2 separate regions of the Mus musculus genome follow, and region 2 is linked to region 1. A link is a contact called in public promoter capture Hi-C data. All regions are on one chromosome and are shown on one strand. The core of a region is the stretch at or near the end of the contact, and the rest is flanking DNA. Distances in the headings are between cores, read along the strand shown. Region 1 overlaps Tll2 (tolloid-like 2). Region 2 overlaps Lcor (ligand dependent nuclear receptor corepressor).

Evidence for each region. Promoter capture Hi-C pulls out the DNA fragments that hold promoters and counts their contacts.
Region 2: a promoter capture Hi-C map of neural stem cells shows a contact between it and region 1. The contact joins two enhancer-like sites. A contact is called at or near these places in 7 of 39 promoter capture datasets (the 3T3-L1 cell line, embryonic stem cells, liver and 3 more), 1 of 115 datasets of contacts at active chromatin or transcription factors (pancreatic cancer cells) and 1 of 9 other capture datasets (embryonic stem cells).

What each region holds. Positions count from the first base shown.
Region 1 is chr19:41,163,293-41,165,992 of GRCm38.p6, reverse strand. The region is part of intron 2 of Tll2 (tolloid-like 2); the gene reads left to right. Among named protein-coding and RNA genes, the nearest start is that of Tll2, 42 kb to the left of the region's middle. Within about 2 kb of position 1,397, at least 10 of the 459 cell types and tissues checked have an H3K27ac peak or open chromatin away from gene starts, as enhancers often do. A contact at or near this core is called in neural stem cells, where this site is marked.
Region 2 is chr19:41,578,048-41,580,747 of GRCm38.p6, reverse strand. All of the region lies in intron 7 of Lcor (ligand dependent nuclear receptor corepressor), which reads right to left. Among named protein-coding and RNA genes, the nearest start is that of Mir8091, 9.3 kb to the left of the region's middle. Within about 2 kb of position 1,272, at least 18 of the 459 cell types and tissues checked have an H3K27ac peak or open chromatin away from gene starts, as enhancers often do. A contact at or near this core is called in neural stem cells, where this site is marked.

The DNA of each region.
Region 1 (2,700 bases), core at 148-2,647:
CGATTACCATAGTGACCGTCTTGTTTGTTCTTGGATCGACCTTTTAAAGGGGCTTTGCCTTTTCCCCTGGTGAATTATTAAAACCCCAGTGGAACAGTTGTGTTTTTGCTAGTTCCTGGTGGAGGTGAGCCCCCACTGGGTCTTGTCTGGGCGTGGTGGCTTAGACACACCTATACAGGAGAGGGGCAGAGGCGTGGAGTACAGTGTGGCTTCTGGACTCTGATGGACCAACCTCGGGATAGGAATGCAAATCCCACTACTAACTGCCTGGTTCACGGATTACAAATCTCGGTTCTCTCTTATATAAAATGGGAACACGTCTTTGCTATGTGTTAAATGGACCATTAGGCAAGGTGGTGAGGTGTCCCTGGACAATCCCTCTCTGTGTTATGCCTGGCAGGTTTTAGTTGAGCCCCAACTCCAGCCACAGATTTCTCTGTGTTTCTTGGGAGCGTGACTTGAAGTGTGGGTTTCTTTGTTACTCTTGGCACACAGGTGTCTCCCTGTCTTAAGTTCCAGCTCACAGCCACGCACCGTCTTACACAAAATTCAGTTACAGTTTTTTTTTCAAAGTGCTTAATTCCTCCCTGAAAAAATGAGCTTATTATTTATGCTAATCCATTAGAACTCAGACACCATGAAGGCAGGCTACGTGGGCAGGAGCCTGCGTCGGTTTGCTGTCCAGGGCAGGTGCTCAACCGAGATTTTCTGAAGTGAATGGGCTGCTGGTAAACTGGTTTGTAGGATCTTGCGCTTGGGGTTTTTTCTTCTTCTTCTTTGATTGACTCAAAGCCATTTTCTGCTATAATTATCTATAAGGGCACCCTAATACAATCTGCAGTAAAGAACAGTAGCTATTGTGTTTACAATAAAATGAAGGATCCAGTAATGTTATGCTTTAAGAATGAAAAATAGAAGGAATAATTAAAGTTTTGTTTATGCATTTCCATATTAATGAATATTCATAGTCACTATTATTCAAATGGGCAATATTGATTTATGAAACAAGGTCCCCTTGGGGTTTGAAGGAGCCTATCTCCTTCTGCCTGGATATCTCAGATGTGTACCGTTGATATTTCATTAATTATGGTGAGATGAAAGGGCGTTGTGTGTACACCAGTGTCTATTCTGATGCATGTAATTAAGGCACTTTTTGTTGGGAGCGGAAGAAAATTGGGCTTTCGCAAAGGAAAGCAGCTTGCTCCCAAAGTTGCTAACAGATTGCTTCTTAATTGAACTTGGGAGGTGAATTATATGGTGAATTAGAAAAAAGAACAACGTGGAATTCGGTGAATTGTTGCATAAAGGAAACGGTGGGATTGAATCGCAGATGCTGGTTAGAGACATTGCAGCCTGGCCTCATGCATCACGGGCCGCTGACCTCCACTGTGTTTCAGAGAGAGTTTTGGACAGGGCAAGCTCTCTTTTCAAGGCCTGGAGGGCTTTCTTTCCCAGAGACCAGCTGTAAGCCTGGGTTTCTTATGCAAAGGAGACAGTTTGAATAAACCCCTGTGACTAATGAAATTTACAAGGCTTTGCATATTGTTACCCTGAAGAGGTAATTAAACAACGGTCAAATGTATGCGATATGTTTCTATGTATGTGTGTACATACCTGTGCATACGTATGTGCCTGTGTATGTGTGCATGTGTACACATGTATATGTGTGCCTTTTTTGTCTTCCAGCCAATTCCTTAGGAAGAATATACCCCTGTACTATGAATGAATTCATTTGCCCAAGTATGTTTGTTTGTTTGTTTGTGTGTGTGTGTGTGTGTGTGTGTGTGTGTGTGTGTGTGTGTGTGTGTGTGTGCGCGCTCGCGCAAGTAGGTTAGGTTGGCTGGCCAGTGAGCCCCGGGGGGTCTCCCAACTCAGCCCCTTCAGTGCAGAAGTTAGTTTGTCAGCATGATTCCTCACATGGGTTCTGGGGTGACACTCAGGTCCTTCCACTTACAAGACAAGCACCTTACTGATTGAGTCTGGCCCAGCTCCGGACTTTCCTCTTCTATAGCACTTCCATTTGTAGTCTCGGCCTGAGCCTCGTCTGTCAAGGAACAGTGCCGTCATTTTAGGGGTGACACAGCTTCTTCTGAGGTTGGGTGGTCTAACCCCAATGCTACATCTCCAGTTCCTAGTGAGATTGTAAAGAAAGGCCTCAGTGGTTAAGACTATCATACAAGGTCAGCCTGGCAGTGGTGGAGCATGCCTGGGAGACAGAGGCAGGGAGATCTCTGGGTTCAAGGCCAGCCTGGTCTACAGAGTGAGTTCCAGGACAGTCAGGGTTACCCAGAGAAACCCTGTCTTTAAAAAGGAAGGGAGGAAGCAAGCAAGCAATGCTCCCCCCACCCCAATACTAAGAAAAATAAATCTTACAAATCACCAAGGGGCTGGAAATGGCTCAGTGGTTAAAAACAACTGCTGCTCTCCCAGAAAAGCAGGCTCCAATTCCCAGCGCTCACATGGAAGCTCACAGCTCTGTAACTCCATCTCTAACTCCAGTTCTAGAGGATCCAACACTTTCTTCTGGCCTCCGTGTATGGTGCAGATTAAATAGATCCAAGAAGACCACCAATACTCACTTAAAAAAAAAAAAAAAAAACATGGTACAAGATGAGGCCTCTTTTACAGTTCTGAGAAGCTATGGTCACCTTTATTTGGCAACAGAATCTCATTATACAGACCGAGCTGCCCTGGAACTCC
Region 2 (2,700 bases), core at 23-2,522, 410 kb before region 1:
ACAATTTCTCAGAAAGAACAATTGGCTGGAGAGCCACCAACAGTGCTCCAGAACAGGACACAAAGAGAAAGAAATTTCACAGTGGAGGGGCTATCAGCTTTGACCCATGCAAGGCAGAAGCATCCCCACAGTAGCCCACCACCGAGCTCCCCGAGAATATCCGAGAATATCACCAGGAAACATTTCAGTCTCACCAGCTGCTCTGCATGAAAGCTAAATCCACACTGGGAAGCTAAGAGGGAGGGAGAGGCCAACACTAGGTTCAAGACAGGGCACAAACATGGCCTGCGGGGATGGCCAGGGGTCTCACGGTGGCTTTGGGCTTTTGGATGCACAACTTTTACCGACATGGAAAAGAGCCCAGATTCTGAGACAACATCTCACACACACACTCTTCTCAGCCCCTCTGGCTTATGGACCTTTAGGAGACTATTATTTGATGGCATGTGAAACACGACAGAACACAGACGGTAGCTTCATGTGTGTTGAACATGTATTGATACGTCTTCTGGCTTACTCTTCCATCTTTGACTCTGACCTCATGGCCAGGACATGTCTTTATAGAAAGGTTTACCACAGACAGCCTGTGTCACCTGCCTTTCCACCTCCCACTGGTGGCAGAGTTACAGTAAAGGACATGGGAGCTGCAAAGGAGACATCTGACTGGACCCCTACTCTGACAGTACAGTCCCTCAGAACCTTAGCTGCACCTGCACACTGGGACTGAATGGCAGTATGCTGAGAGTCTGCACAAAAGCAGGGTTCAAATAGTTTTGGCTTCTGTCTGCCTTTTTAAAAAGAAACTTTTTATTCTTTGTGAATTTCACACCATGCAACCCCAGTCCCACTCATCTCCCTGTCTCTTTGTATCTACCATCTATCCTTGCAACCTCCCCTTTCCCAAGAAAAAAACAACAACAACCACCTCATTGCAGAAGCTGCAGTGAGTCATAGTATATCCTACGGTAAACCCTTCTGTCCACACATCTTTACTTGCAAATGCTCACTGCAGTGAGTCATTGGTCTGGTTCAAGACCTCTGTCTTCTGCTATTCTATGGATACTCTATCCTCACTATGGCTCCTCTCGGGTACCCTGTTGACTGTGTCATGGAGATCCTGCAGCTTTGGATCTGCAAGGCTGACCCCTTCACATGCTCCAGTAGTTCCTAGGGTGGGCCAACTCAAAGCCCTGAATCTGGGCCTGGGTGGCAGCCGTGTTGGTCAGCTCACCAGCTCTCCCTCACCCACACCACCAGGGTGAGCTTTGTGGCACTGCTCCAGCTGGCTCAGTCAATGCCTCAACTGGCAAGGCTGCCTCTGCCTCTGCCTCTGATGTGCTTGGCAAAAGCAGTCAAGGTTCTTGCTTGCTTCTCAGTGCGACCTGAAACTTTCTGTCTAGCTGAGACTAACCTTGAGCTCTACTCCTTCTCCAGCTTCCGTTGTCCCAGTGTTAAGATTACAGGTGTGTGCCCTCACAGGCAGCTTAACTTTTTTGGGGGGGGTTGTTTGTTTGTTTTGTTTTTTGAGACAGGGTTTCTCTGTATAGTCCTGGCTATCCTGGAACTCACTCTGTAGACCAGGCTGGCCTCGAACTCAGAAATCCACCTGCCTCTGCCTCCCAAGTGCTGGGATTAAAGGCGTGCACCACCACTGCCCGGCTTAGACTTTTAATTACGTTTATATCATGTATATATATCTCATGTGCACATGTGCCACAGCATACAGGGAGAAGTCAGAGGTCAGATTTTGTGAGCATGTGGGTCTCCGGGATTAAGCTCAGGCCGTCAGGCTTGGTGGCAAACACTTAGATACACTGACCATCCTGTCAGCCCCTGAATTTCTGAAAATATTTTGGTGTGTAATTCTTTACAGAATCATACCATCACTTAACACGCGTCTCTCTCTCCACTTGGCCTTTATTTCTCTGAGAATCAGTATTTACCCCCATCAGGACACAGAAGATGGAAGACAGTAGCTGCTGGAGATGGCAAATGATGTGTTCTTAGTAGATGTTTCAAAGCTCCGAATGTGACCTGTTTTGTAGGCAATTTGGATCCATAGGCAGAAACCTGGCAGTAAGTAGTGACCTTGGGGCTGAGAGACTGCACATTAACACTAACCTTTGCCCAGCTATCATTAAATAGCTAACTTTACAACTACAGCCATAAAGCTACTTTTGGCTGTGACTCCAAATTACTACTTACCACCCCCCCAAAGGTTTTAAAGAGAAATCTAATTTAGATGATTTTAATTTCTTACCATTCAGCTATTTAATGTTTAGAGTTAACCTCAACTTCCTGGTACTTAATTATATTGTTGCATTTTTCATGTTTGGCTTTAAAAAATGGTGTCAGTCTGATTTAAATTGGCTAAAGATCTACCTTTGCTTAGCAGTACTCAAGTTTCCCTGCATCTTTAACGGAGCCCAAATACAGCGCTTGCACTAACTTTGGTTACCCCTAGGCAACTGCTAATTGAACAGAGCAGAGATTCTGTCTTGTAGAGAATTTCCTCACTCTGACTCTGAAAAAGCATGACATTTTAGATCCGTAATTAGTCTGTGTCATATAGATTATTGACACCTGACTAAATAGGATCTTTACAAGAAATATATCGCAGACTTTGCAGTCCTCGGTCTGACTTCATGGTACGTCGAAATAACCTTATGCCTGCTCAATAGGAGGCCTATCTGTAATAGG